Linked DNA regions of Mus musculus: region 2 is linked to region 1. The links are chromatin contacts, called in public Hi-C maps. All regions are on one chromosome and are shown on one strand. The core of a region is the stretch at or near the end of the contact, and the rest is flanking DNA. Distances in the headings are between cores, read along the strand shown.

What was found. A called contact is a pair of places that touch in the nucleus more often than the background predicts.
Region 2: a contact with region 1 is called in a Hi-C map of stem cell-derived motor neurons, with 5 times the contacts expected there. The contact joins two enhancer-like sites. A contact is called at or near these places in 2 of 15 datasets of contacts at CTCF or cohesin (the NIH/3T3 cell line and stem cell-derived epiblast-like cells), 26 of 484 Hi-C or Micro-C datasets (B cells, the Ba/F3 cell line, the G1E-ER4 cell line and 7 more), 5 of 115 datasets of contacts at active chromatin or transcription factors (differentiating embryonic stem cells, embryonic stem cells, neural tube and 1 more) and 1 of 9 other capture datasets (embryonic stem cells).

The regions. Positions count from the first base shown.
Region 1 is chr11:96,576,722-96,583,662 of GRCm38.p6, reverse strand. All of the region lies in intron 4 of Skap1 (src family associated phosphoprotein 1), which reads right to left. Among named protein-coding and RNA genes, the nearest start is that of Gm38960, 40 kb to the right of the region's middle. Within about 2 kb of position 4,557, at least 19 of the 459 cell types and tissues checked have an H3K27ac peak or open chromatin away from gene starts, as enhancers often do. A contact at or near this core is called in stem cell-derived motor neurons, where this site is marked.
Region 2 is chr11:96,732,419-96,739,359 of GRCm38.p6, reverse strand. The region is part of intron 10 of Skap1 (src family associated phosphoprotein 1); the gene reads right to left. Among named protein-coding and RNA genes, the nearest start is that of Snx11, 42 kb to the left of the region's middle. Within about 2 kb of position 3,244, at least 24 of the 459 cell types and tissues checked have an H3K27ac peak or open chromatin away from gene starts, as enhancers often do. A contact at or near this core is called in stem cell-derived motor neurons, where this site is marked.

The DNA of each region.
Region 1 (6,941 bases), core at 3,308-5,807:
TGATTTTACATGCAAATATGAGAATATCACAATTCAGCCCAGTGTTTTGTGCAGTTAATATAAATTAATAAAAAATTAAGCAAATCAGAGGTATAAATGCATCCTAATCAAACTAGAGCCTACATCTTCTAACAGGAAACTGAGCCCCATGCTTACTGTTTCTGACAGATTAGCTTTATGGAACAGCAGAATGTTCAGTATGACATAGATATTAGGAGCAATACTGTTTTATTTAAATCTACCTAGGAGGGCTGGAGAGACGGCTTCGTGATTAAGAGCAGTGGCTGCTCCTCCAAAGGACCTGAGTTCAATTCCCAGCACCCACATGTCAGCCCACAACTGTATCTGTAATCCAAGTGATTTGAGACCCTCACACAGACATGCATGTGGGTCAAACACCAGTGCACTTAAAAGCAAAATAAATAAATCATTTAAAAAAATAAATCTACCTAAGAAGGATTATGCCAACATCCCACAAAAGTATCACTTTGATCTGCATGCACAACACACCTATAGCAACACTATAGCCTAATATATGAGCACGTGGAGTATATTTTATTTTAATGGGAGACAGGCACATGAATGTGTCCCAGGAAGGGGTCTTTTCCATTAACTTTTATAAAGACTTTCATTTCCAACTTTCATTAACAGCTGACAAGCCGGCTAAAACAGCTTTGCTCAGAGCTTAGGTTCGGGGCAAAACCCATCTTGGCAGAAGTACTCTGAGATTACACTCACCGACTGTGCGAGAATATACTAATTTGTTTTGTTTTGTTTGGAGTGTGGAGAAAAGAGGGAGAAAAGGAGAGTGGAGTCATGGACCCTGCTTCACGGTTGCCATGGCTGCAAGGCCGGCCTTCCATACTTGGATCTACCAGCAGAGTTCAGACAGGTCAACGTGTGACCGGCCCAGGCCCTGGGGTCAAAAGTTCAGGCCGCGATGGAAAAACCAATATGTCCACGCAGAGTATGCTGTACAATTTATTTCAATTTACATCAAGCCATGCATATAAAATTTAGATAAATTCCATTCAAATCTGATGTTGCCTGACACACAATGTATGCAAACAGATGTCTGTGGGGCTTTTTCTGTGCTATAGAAAACAACATTAAATTTAAAAATATGTCTCTGGGAATTCTTTATTGAATTACAAAATGAACATAATTTTAACTTAAATGTTTTCATTCTTTCTTCCAATTTTTTTTTGGTGGGGTCTTAATAATTCCTCAGTTCTCAATCTATCCTGTGTCATATTAAAGAGGATAATGTATATTTACAACTACAGCTTCAGTGTTATCGTAGTTATAGATTCTATTTATAACTCTTACCACTTTCCACAGATATTTAGTGATTGATATTTCTGATTTATCACTGGCTGCTGTGCTCATCCCCCCTCCCCTGCCTGCTGAGAACCAGCAAGGGTCATACAGGCTGCTGGATCGTCTTCCAGCCACAAGGTGGCTCCCCCCCACCCCTTCTCTCAAACCGACAGGGTACAGGCACACCTTTGCTGAGGGCTCTGGCAGACAGGGTGAAGACACTAATTATGAACTGTCAGTACCGTTCTTTTCATTGTGAATTCAATGGCTCACAAGCCAGTCTTTGGCACACTAAGTTATGGTTCACAATGGTTATTTAAAAAGAGGAGGAAGAAAAAGACCCTTATGCTCTGCTTAATTTCCCTTCAGCCATCTTTCCAAAGGTACAGCTGAGCTAACATTAGCGTAAATAAGGAAAATAACGAAGTGCTCCAGAGGGACCTAATTTTGTTGCCTAGGAATAGAGCGATGAGCTGGAACAAGGTCAGATTTAAAATGAATGCACCCTGTACTTCCCTTCCCCTCTTCATGGGCAAGTTTGCATAAGGATTTGTGGCACTGTCTTAGGAGCCCCACGTTATGCAATGGACCAAGAGCAGCCATCTCTAAATACACAAAGTTCAAAAAGAGCAGAAATTACCGCTTGTTTTTGTTCATTTGGCTGCAATGCTCCCTTCTTATGGCCTATCAAACAGGTTGCTTAGCTCGCACATAGGGCTTTTACAGGCACCATCATCTCTTTCTACAGCCAAAATGGGCATAGAGAGACGCACCCTTCATCTAATTATGTAGCAGGTCTTTCCAGAATTGTAGGTCCTGATTCTCACATATACCATTCTCTGATCTCAAGGGGGAACCACCATTTGAGTAAAGCTACACTTTCCCCATCTGTAAGATGGAGATAAAAACGGGGCCTGCTCCTCTTCATCAAGATTGGATGAATTAATACACATAAATTACTTGCAAGAGTTCTTGACACATAAGAGCCAAATGAGCAGTTGAATATCGACTTGAGCTCAGTCCCCCCTTGTTTGTAAGTACTTTGAGACACAGTTGTTCAACTAAAAGAGCGTTCATGGATTTCATAAAGACAGGAAGTGGAGCATTTTCTAGATGCCTGCGAGCTGTCAAGAAGCCGAATGATGGTGTCTGGGATCTTTCTTCCTCAAAAAAAAAAAAAAAATTAAAATGTAAGCATTTTCTCTCAATTCATGTCATTTCTTTCAATGCACTCCTTACAAAAGAAATTGATTTTCATGTCTGAAGTTTGTTTCTGATAATAGTTTAGAACAATGCACCATCTCACTAAATAGCTATATGTAATGTTTTGAACAATTCGGTTACAGTATTTATGTAGCAAACATTTTCATTTTCCTGTTTAAAAAAAGTCTCTGGAATCTTATTCATGCCAGAACAAGCCTTGTTAAGCTTCTTGTTAAATTTTAAGAATGGGAGTTCCTTGCTTCTAATGTAAATAAACATTTTGAATACCCTGTTAGGCACTGCCTTGACAATTCTCCAGTAAATTTTCAAAAGGTATAAATGATATCCTTAACTTAAACTGGCCTCTCATAATTCAACCACTAGCTAAGGTTTCTGTAGACACAAAATCTTGCATTAACATAAATCTTTGTTTGTATAAGGAACGATCTAGATAACAGAGATATAAATACCTATGTGTCGGTATGTATATATACATGTATGTTCACATATATGGTATTTTAGAGGCTCCCATCTATTTTGAAATACATATACAGAGACCATGCAAGGTAATTGAATCAATGTTCAATAGTCACGGAGCGCAGTATGACAGTTTTTAATGCTTGCTACGCTGCTATGCAACTCCTTACTCGTTATTATCCCTGTCAGCTACTCTGAGTGCCCGGCAGACAAATGCTAGCCCAAGTCTTGATCATTCATTTCTCATTGGAATTATCTCAAGCCTAACTCTCGAGAACTGCTTCTCCATGCTGTCCTGAGGAGATCAGAGTAAGTAGAGAGGAACCCTTATGGGAGAGACAATTCGGCACCTTGCTTTTGAAGGGCTCTCATCTTGGTTTTGCCTCTACTTGTGCAAACACAACTTCAGAAGACTCCCTTTCTATTATGGCAAGGCTCCTGTGTGGCTAGAAGCAGTGTGTTTGGTTGCCAGAAGCAGTTTTTGCGGAATGTCTCAACTTTCTCTTTATATTCTTAGCAACTCTCCCCCCCTCCCCAACTGACTTTAATGCCAATCCCAGACATCAGTTAACAGAACCCGGCCATGAACAGCTGTACCGAAGCAAGCAGCAATTCGTTATTTGGTTCACTTTGGGGGTATTTGTCCTATGGGTTTTCTAGCCAAAGGCTTATATGTTTCCCAAGAGAAATTTACTTTCATGAGAGAAGAAAATAGAAGCAAATCACTGCTGTTAGACCCCCAAGTCAAAGACACTGGTTTGTTATCCTGTACATGGGAAGTTTAAAAAGCCCACAGTTATAAAAGCAATCATGGTCCCAATCCGTCTCTCATTCTTTCCCAATGTGAAAAATTACAAATGGAACCAAATTTTTCTCTGTCAATAGAATGTGTATGATTACAGCTGTTCATATTTCCACTCTAATGAAGGGCTGCACATTTAATTGTAAGATTTATTAGGGGCTGTACATTGCTGTGTACATGCAAAAACAGTTAATTGACATCTAAAATGCTGGTTGTTTATTCTGACATTAATGATCATATTTCTTCATTTGAAATGAAGAGCATTTTGGGGGGATGTATTTTGTTTCCTCCAAATAAGAAATTAATAAAGTCAATGTAAGAAATAAAAGGAGCCAGAAGGAAAGGAATATTGATTTATGCATGTGAAGACAGGGGAGATACAAGGATGCTTTATTTATTTATTTATCTTTAAAGTCCATAATCCCCCATTCTGCTGGAAACAAGAGGGTTGATTGCCAGCTTTGTTTGAATTCACAGAGATCTCATACAAGGCCGGGTTCATAAACAGGTGAAATGATGGAGTTTATTGCAACGCACATCAACACTGAAACTAAATAACTGTGTTGCCATCTCAGTCCCGCTGAAAGACGGATGGTAAACTTGACCTGCCGCTGGTACTATCCGATTGCCATTTTTTATTCCCCCTTCGCTGCCCCCCCCCCCAGGCTGAGCCACGTTGAGTAAATGCATGTGCACGGTCAGGTCAGACCCCTGGATCGGGTGAAACTCCGTTCACATTTGCATACAGGCGGAGTCTCACAATGAAAGCCCATCTGTTCCCGTCTCGGAGTACAAATCGATTGTCACCCAACTCGCTGCAAACGACAGCAGCGTGGCCATTAGGTGGAGGAACACTCGGCTCAGGTTACGGATATGGAACTGCTGACTTGGGTTTAAATACCTGATAACTGAAGACTCTTCATTATACGTGAACAAAGAGTGAACTTTGAACTGTTCAGGGGATAACTTCTCCTAAGATTGGGCTCCCCCCCCCGTTTTATCCATTCCTAATACTTGACTGTTATATTTCCCACTGTCTCTGTTTTTGTATAAAAATTAGCCAGGCCGACTGTCATGATGTCCTAAATAATCGCCCCCCTCCCCTTTAAAGCGAGGCGTAGGAGGTGGAGCAGCCTCAGAGTATGTTGTAAATAGAGGGTGAACTCTGAACTCTAGATGCCCTCAGAGGTCGTTAATATCATGGTGATGTTGTTCCTTGAACTTCTGAATTTTACCAGGGTGGAATTTTTAGTTGTAAGAGTTTAACCAAAGTGTGAACTGCCTCAGCCCTTCAGCCTCCCTGCCAACCCATTCAGTTACTGGAGGCACCTGTCTCTGAGTTCTCCTCCGCTCACGGGCCTCATGTTTATTCCAGAGAAGTTTACCAATCACAATCTGAATCAGAGAGGATGTTTTTCCCCCCACCTCTCCCTTGTCTTCTTTCTCCTTTCTCTTTAAAATTCAGCAAGTACCTTAGAGTTTACAGACAGAAAACACAGAGTCTGACAAAAAGACAGAGCTGTTCGAGAAGAAACCCCAGGATAATAAGCCCATCCAGGCAGCAGACGTGATAAACACAAGAAAATTCATGAGCAGAACTATGGGTGGGTTTTCATCACATGCCTGCTTGTCCTGCTTTCTAGCAGGAGTTTCTTTCTTTCAAAGGGAGACACAAGCAAGTGGGGTTTGATCGTGGGTGTTTATATCTGAAAGAGCTCTGCATTGTGCTTCATGAATCACGTGTAACATTAAAGCAGTATTTGGATCATTATCCCACTTTGGCCAGGTCCTTGTGGGTGGTGTTGCCTGTCCACACATACAAGCCCCAGTATGGAGTGGAAAAACATCTTTTGTAACTAGTTACGCTACTTGGTCTTCAACCAGGAATAACGTCATTGCACGGGGGGCGATTTAATAAGTGGTGGAGTGGAAATGGTTGAGCAAGAACTTTCCTGGTTCACTTTAAAGCAGCTATGCACTTTGTCTTATACACACTTCTCTCATAAGATACTTCCTACACTGTTTTACAGAGTATAATGTATTGAGGTGACACTTAGGGGAACTCCAGACTGTTTAAAGCCAGGCTTCCTTTACCACTGCATGTCTTCTGTGCCATTGTTCTTATTGTTGTCCCTTTAAAAATTATACCAGGGTAAAGAAGAGGGGCAGATTTTTCTCCTTTCTTTCTTTCTTTCTTTCTTTCTTTCTTTCTTTCTTTCTTTCTTTCTTTCTTTCTTTCTTTTTCTTTTTCTTTTTCTTTTTTTCTTTTTTTTTATCCCATGCAAGAGTTTACCGTCAACCTTAATGGAAGTTCTACAAGCATCAAAAGGGAGAATAGAGCCTTTGTATCAGAAGAATGTCCAAGACAAGGGTGAATTTTGGTTCCACTTTGTCAAGTTTAAGGGGAAATTGAATGAGAGAGAGAGAGAGAGAGAGAGAGAGAGAGAGAGAGAGAGAGAGAGAGAGAGAGAAAGAGAGAGAGAAAACGAACAAACTCAGGCAACTTTCCTAGCTATTTCCTGTTGCCTTTAGCTTGCATTTGATCGTTTCTTGTAAACAGGTCAGGGCTTTGCAAGAGGGATGTGTGGCCATGTCCTGGAGACGGGCTGTGTATTTGCATCCCATATTGCAGGACGTATTATGTGTTTAGTAACAAAGCATTAGAGACTGACACACAGGAACAGGGCCACATCAGGAGAAAATGTCCCAGTGAGGAGTCACAGCTGCTTTAATTTTCTGTCACTAAAGGGGTGTGACTGAGGCAGACTCCGTTTCCAAAAGACGAGTTAACTTGTTTATAGAACTATTGGTCGTTTAGTCTCTTGTTGTGCACTGTTGGTGAGGGTGTGTGAACAGGAGCCGAACCTTGAACTTAGTTTCCCCTTTGAACTCATGACCTTTGACAAGATTCCCCATGCGTTCCCCTTCAGACAAATTTCATCACAATTACAGTCCCTTCCACTTGAGTTAAAGATATATAATCATTGATTTGACCTAATTATCTGATACATCCCTTTCTTTGCAAGGTGAGAGCTAACTGTGTGAGCAGAAGCTGACCCGTGAAGTTCTGATATTCAATTTTTATTCTAATTATCATAAAACATGTTTTGTCTTTCTCCACTATTCCTTCAACTTCAAC
Region 2 (6,941 bases), core at 1,995-4,494, 160 kb before region 1:
GAGGCTGGGTTCCTTCTGAGAACGTAATTACACAGAAACAAAGCTTTCGCGACTCCTTTTAAATAGGGCACATCACTGAGATGTCATCTAGCCTCTCTAGCAGATTAGCGAGGAGTTTATTACTAAATCTCTGTCTATTAGACATGTAGCTGACTCTGGAGGAGCAGCTTGTTATAGGACTGGCGGCAGGAAATGGAGGGAATGTCACAGTTAAAGACACAAATTTCCCCTGTAATATATTCGAATGGAAACCTCTGAATCCAATACTACATGGGCATATCTAATAAATTCACAATATTTCAGTCTCAACAGCCTTCGCCGGTTAGTTTTAAAGATTTATGTGGTAAAAAATTACTCGGTGATGAATATGGTTTACTCTGTGCAGTATTGGAGGTGTAAGGAATTAAACTACCGTCTTTAACAGTGAATTTATTATTACCTCTGTCAAAAGACGAAGCCTTTAACAGCATTTGTTATAAATTCACTGCAAAATAAATGGCTGGCTTTTTTTTTTTTTTTTATGCTGGAGTTTGTAAAGCGTTGGGCAATTCTGAGCATTAACCTAACCCCTTCATGGCTTATATGGTTCTGTGTAAACATCTGGTGTGGGACTTTCTACCTGACTCTGGGGTGTGTGCGTGTGTGTGTGTGTGTGTGTGTGTGTGTGTGTGTGTGTGTGTATGTGTGTGTGTGTGTGTGTTGAAAGTGAAAGAGCCTGTCTAGGACAACAGTTTAGAAATAAGGAGATTAAAGAGAAAACTGCAGTTGTATCCTCTCTCTCTTAAAGGGTTTTTATAAGAAAGAGACAGGATCCAAGGGGCCAGGGCTGTCGTGCAGTCGGCCCCTTGCTCGCAGGCCTACGTGCATGCACGTGCACACAAACAGAGGCACACAAACATGGGCTCACAGGCCTATGTGCATGCACGTGCACACAAACAAGCAGCCTCTCCCTTTTGTCCTCTCCTGGAATGGGTATCCCCTCATTTATAAAAATTACCTGCAAGGAATGAGGCTGCCAGGGTTTGTTCTAGACGATTGGTTCCTGTCTGGGGGAAAGGAATGGCCTCCACTGAATTTGACCGGTGTATGACCGTTGCCTTCCAGCTGACCCCAAATCCCATTCGCATCCCCCTAACTCCTGCTTCCCAAAGGGGTTATTAATGAGAGAAAATACCACCACCATCATCATCTTCGTCATCACAGCACGGTGTTGACCTGCTTGTTAACATGCAATGGGGTGGCGGGGACACCTTCTGCGTTTCCCCCATGCCATTATAAATAAGAAAAGATAGCTTCTGATGGTCTACCCCTGCCTACCCCTTTGGTTAGGTCAGAGGTGAATAATAGTTCTTTGACAGGCATTGATCAGTTTCATCACACTGTTTGGGCAGTCTGTGCCCCAGGCCTATATTTCCCCACTTACGACTCCCAAATTACCTCCCAAATAACCTTAGCCCATCCCCCCACCCCCACTCAGTCAAGCTGGGGGTACGACGCCTGAGGAAGTCCTAAATGGACACTAGATGTCACCAAACACCTCCTTTCCCTCAGAGCCCTGAAATTAAAAATAAATAAATAAATAAATAAATCCTTCCTTTAAAGCAATCGAAGGGATTAACTTAGGGGTTTTTATGAGCGGTGTTGTCACATTCAACTAAACACACCTAAAAGAGGAAATATCATTGCACGTTCTCTTTCTCTCTCAAATAATATACAGATTTTTTTTTTTTTAAAGAAAGGAAGGAAGGAACAGCCCAAGGGAAGAGAACGGTCTATATTCTTAAGTAGTCCTTTAAGGAGGTAAGGGGGAAGAAACCCCTGGGTTTTTTAAGTCCCCTTACAACAGGCATTATGTTAACACAGCCCAGGTATGCCCGGCCAGGCCTGCTACATTTAGGCAGCGGGAGCCAGAGACAGCTGTTCCATCCCAGGTAACAGAATCTATCCTAGTTCATAGAAAGTCCATCTACCCACATGAAGAGCCTCATGATACACTGTTTCCACCAGCTAAGATGTCAGCCCAAAGACGGGCACTGCAGAGCCCTGAAAAGACCTTCCTGTCCTGGCTAAGCCATCACGTATCAACCCTAAGGAATGCCCAACTTGTTGCTCCAATGCTGATTCCCAAAGAAATAAGGCCTTAGAGCCTTATCAGTGAAGGACACAACCCAAGCTTCAGAGATGCATCCTTCTGGCTCAGTTTACCTCCACAGGAGGCAAGGGGTATGTGGCTCTTCTAGTTTCCAGTTAACTGTGTTTTTCCTTTCGGTTTTTGAGACAGTCTCAATATATGTCCCTGGCCGGCTCAGAACTTGCTATGTACACCAGGCTGCTTTGGACTCAACAGAGAGATCTACCTGCTTCTGCCTCAGTCTGCAGGGATTAAAGGTGTGAGCCTCTACACCCTACAAAGTTTCTCCTTTTTATTTGCTGGGCCGCTCATGTTACTGCCATAAATCAGTTCTAGAACTGATCTGTTTCCCATTGGCCATTCAGTGATGTGGTATCTCAGACAGCAGAAGCACCTATGCTATTTAGAAGGAATGTTTTCTAAGGGAAAACCTTGCTGGCTGGAAGTCAGGCCACTTCCCTGACAGGAAACTTGTGACTTCTCTAATCCAAACAGAGGCATCTTACTTATCCTTTAAGAGGCCGGAGAGTGGATTCCAGAGGGCCCTTGCAGCCCTCACATACAAGGAGCTAAGCCAGGACACCATGTCCTCGCCCCGAGAGTGATTCAGCACCTGCCCTGTCATGCATGGTGCTCAGACAGAATGGATTTTTGGAGTACACCTGTTGTTGAACCCCTGCCAGGTACTGATGGTCACTAACCCCCAAATCACTTTCCCCCCTGCTGTTGATGCTTGGAATGTCGGACAGGACCGAGCGGCAGCCGGTGTGTATTTCAAACACAGCAGATGGATTTTTATATTAGCTCCTATTTCATGTTCAGGCAGAGCGACCGCCACACTAAAACCACACAGCCTCAGTGCCGCCGAGTTTGCTTCTGTGAGATTAATTCTGTGAAATTAATTGGGACAAGATTGAAAAGGAAATTAAAATGCAGCCGAGTGAACAGGCCTCTCAAACACCTTTTCTCTTCTCTGTTCAAACTCGAATTCTGCGGTGGTCGCCGGCATCGTGGGAAGTAATTTACGAGGGGCAGGCTCTCAGGAGTGATCCGTTACGTATGAGGAGACCTGCACCAGCGCCACAATCTGGAGCCACTGAAAAGCGCTAAACCGCCCTGCTGTGTCTGGCGCTGTGTCCTGGCTCCTCCAGGGGGAGGAAGAGAGGCTCTTACCAGCAAAAGCCGCTCAGAAATCTCTGGGCCCAAAAGGAGTGCAGGAACATCCGCTGGATGTTCACATCCGCTTCGTTATTAAAATCTTTCTCTAATATATTTTAAGATCCAAATTAGAAGTCAGCGAGTTAAGTGGGCATGAAGCGGCATGGGGCCTCGGAATGTTTGGATGTGCTGAGGGGCGGTCCGCGGGAGGGCTCTCTGCTGCTGTGTCCTTGTTACTGCTCCTGAGATGGGTACTTGGCTCAGGCCTCTTCTGGAAGAGAGCTTTGGAGACTTTCTGGTGTCAGTGATGATATTTCTAAACCACAAAGACACAGTGGATTTCCACATAGGCCTCTTCACTGGGTAGTGAGTGTTCTTACCTACGTGAGAGAACTTTATTTTGTGTCTCAACCGATGGAGCTTCTGAGAAGTTCTTGGTGTATGACCATTTTTCTCATTACATATATATATATATATATATATATATATATATATATATCCAAAAGGAATTAAATTTGTTTATATGTGTGTGCGTGCGTGTGAGTGCCACAGCTTGTGCATGCGCATGTGCCAACAGGCAAGCATGTGTCGCTCAGGGGACAACTTCTGGGAGTTGATTCTTTCTTCCTGTCATGTGGGTCCCAGGGATGGAACTCAAGGGGCAGGCGTGGTGGCAGGCATCTTCAACCACAGAGCCATCTTGCTGGCCCTCATTTTGCTCTACTGTATCAATGATTTAATGAAATCATAAGGAAATGCCCAACACAAAGGGTCCTTTTGGTGTAGTGTTAGTGGATGGGAAGGAAGAATATAGGAGTTGTCATTACTTAAGGGGTAAATATGCCTTAACATACATTCTCTGACCACAACCCTATGAATGGAAACTATCCTACTTTTTACAGATAAGGACATTAAAGCCTAGAATGTTTAAGTGACTTTTTTCTTTTTTGTTTTTTTTTTTTTTCGAGACAGGGTTTCTCTGTATAGCCCTGGCTGTCCTGGAACTCACTCTGTAGACCAGGCTGGCCTCGAACTCAGAAATTCACCTGCCTCTGCCTCCCAAGTGCTGGCATTAAAGGTGTGTGCCACCATGCCCGGCTTTTTTTTTTTTTTCAAGGTTACACAAATAACCTACCTGAGTATAGGACAAGTGGTAGGCTGTTTGGATAACTATGAAGTACATTTCTTTATCTATCTATCTATCTATCTATCTATCTATCTATCTATCTATCATGTACTATATTTATGTATGTATGTATATATATATATATATATATATATATAATGTATCGTGTATGTGTGTGTGTGTGTGTGTGTGTGTATTACAGGGCTGGAGATCTGGGTCAATGGTTAAGAGCACTGCCTACCATTCCAGAGGATCCGGTTTCAATTTCCAGCACCCATATGGTGACCCATTAACCATCTGTAACTCCAGTCTCAGAGGGTCCAAAGCCCTCTTCTGGCCTCTGAGGGCACAGACATATGTACAGACAAAATACCAATACATGTTAAATAAAACAAGCAAGCAAGCAAGCAAGCAAACATCCCCCGATCCCAGCAGGGCCATCAAGGACAGTCCAGGGTTAAAAGCTGGCATCTTCCCCCTTTCTAAATGCTCATCTTACTTCCCTGCCTTGAGTCTCCTTCTTCCAGGCTCTCTCCTTGCAGCCTTTTCTTTTCCTTTTCCTTTTCCTTTTCCTTTTCCTTTTCCTTTTCCTTTTCCTTTTCCTTTTCTTTTCTTTTCTTTTCTTTTCTCTTTCTTTCTTTCTTTCTTTCTTTTTTTTTTTTTTTCTGAGACAGGGTTTCTTTATTATGTAGTCCTGGCTGTCCTGGAATTCAGAATGTTGACCAGGGTGGTCTCAAAATCAGAGATCGGCATGCCTCTGTCTCCCAAGGGTCACCACGCCCACCACAGTGTTTTCTTAATGAAGGGCTATGGATTTAACTTGGTAGTAGACCATCCAGGGCCTAGCATGCATAAGGCCCTGGATTTGATCCTCAGCACTGTTAAGTTTTACTTTGAGAGGGATAAACCAGTTGTACCTATGGGGGTGAAGACAAGACAGGTGGCGGTTGGAATGCTTGTCGATCAAATGGAGCAAGTCATTAAAGCTGCACTAGAATGCTGGGTGGATTTCTCGAGCAGCTTTGCAACATCAGGCCCACTGTGTTCAGAATGAAAGTATCTAGGGTGGGAGAAACAACTCCCTCATTTTACAGGTGAGGAAACAATTCCATGGAGCTGAGCTGCACAGCTGTGTCGTGCATCCTGCAGGGAGACATTCGGCAGGGTTCTAGACAGAGGCCTTTCTTGCTCAGCCAAGAGGCTACTGGCCTTTGCAGGGAAGAAATACGGAGTACTCCAGACACCATTCTCTCGGACTAAACTCAGTGTGCGTCAGTTTGTTCTCTTGCTCCAGGTATGGGAGGCAGTTTTATTCCAGCCAAGGAAGCCAGCTGGGGCTGAGGTAGGAAGAGCCGGAGAGAGAATTCCAGAGAGCGGGGAATGGCTGAGCATCTAGATGGCATCAGAATCTCCTTTTCTATCTGTATGAATTGGTTCATTTGTGTTTTTTAGAGACAAGCAAATAGGAAGGGAGGTCTTTTAAGGTTCCTTTTTGTCCAAGGGCTCTGATCGAGTTAGGTAATAGCATCAGGGTAAATCCAATCTCAGATGCTCCCCAAGCCGACGTTAAACAGAATGAAGCTTGCAGAAGGAATGGTCCTTGAACTACAACCTTCTCGTCTCCTCCTCTGATTTGCAGGGATTAAGTATGAGGAAGAGAGGCACCTGGTATTGCTTAGGGGGCAGAGATACTGATAGACTTAGAACCTTCCGGAACAGTGGAGAAAGACGCTGACAGAATAAAGGCAGTGAGGCATTTCCCCTGAATTAAACTCTGATGCCTTAGCATGTAGTCATGGAGGAAGGGAGGTGGGGTTTGATTTTAAAAGACCAGTCTAATGTTCTTAGGCATCTCATAGAAATGCCACAGCCATGGTAACCACACACCACTCTATAAGGGGACAGGTCACTGCACAGCCCCTTAGATCTAACTGGAGGGAAGGGACCCCCAGTGAGAAGCCATTAACAAAGGCAAAAGACATGTAAAACAAACAAAATAATCATGACAGAGAGAAGGCCAGCCGCCAGTCTGGCTCTGCACTCCCCCCCTCCTGCTGCAGGCACCTCCAGACAATGTAAACAGTTAATTTGTTCACCTGCAGGCTCTGGGCAAACAGAGGCCTGGTCACACCTGAGTGGGTAACTCGATTACCCCGTAATGCCAGCACAGTAATGTACACAAATTCTATTACACAGCAAACCTTGCTTTCGGGCATTTGAAATACCAATCAGGCCAGTGTCCACTCCCTTCTCTGCTTCCAATTTATTCTTGGTGTATTGGAGCTGCACCGAAATTGTGGTAGGGTAGTGCTGAGTTAGAGTTGCAGGAGAAATCACTAGAACACCGTGATTTCATCCAGCAGGGCCTACAAAGCCCTTAGCTTCCTGCAAAGGGCAAGGTCTGAATTTAGTTACTGTTTAAAGGGGCCTGGAAGACATCTGGAGTCAGACTTGGTTTGTTTCTTTCTTTCTTTCTTTCTTTCTTTTCTTTTTTTTTTTTTTTTTACTACATTTTATTTTATTGTT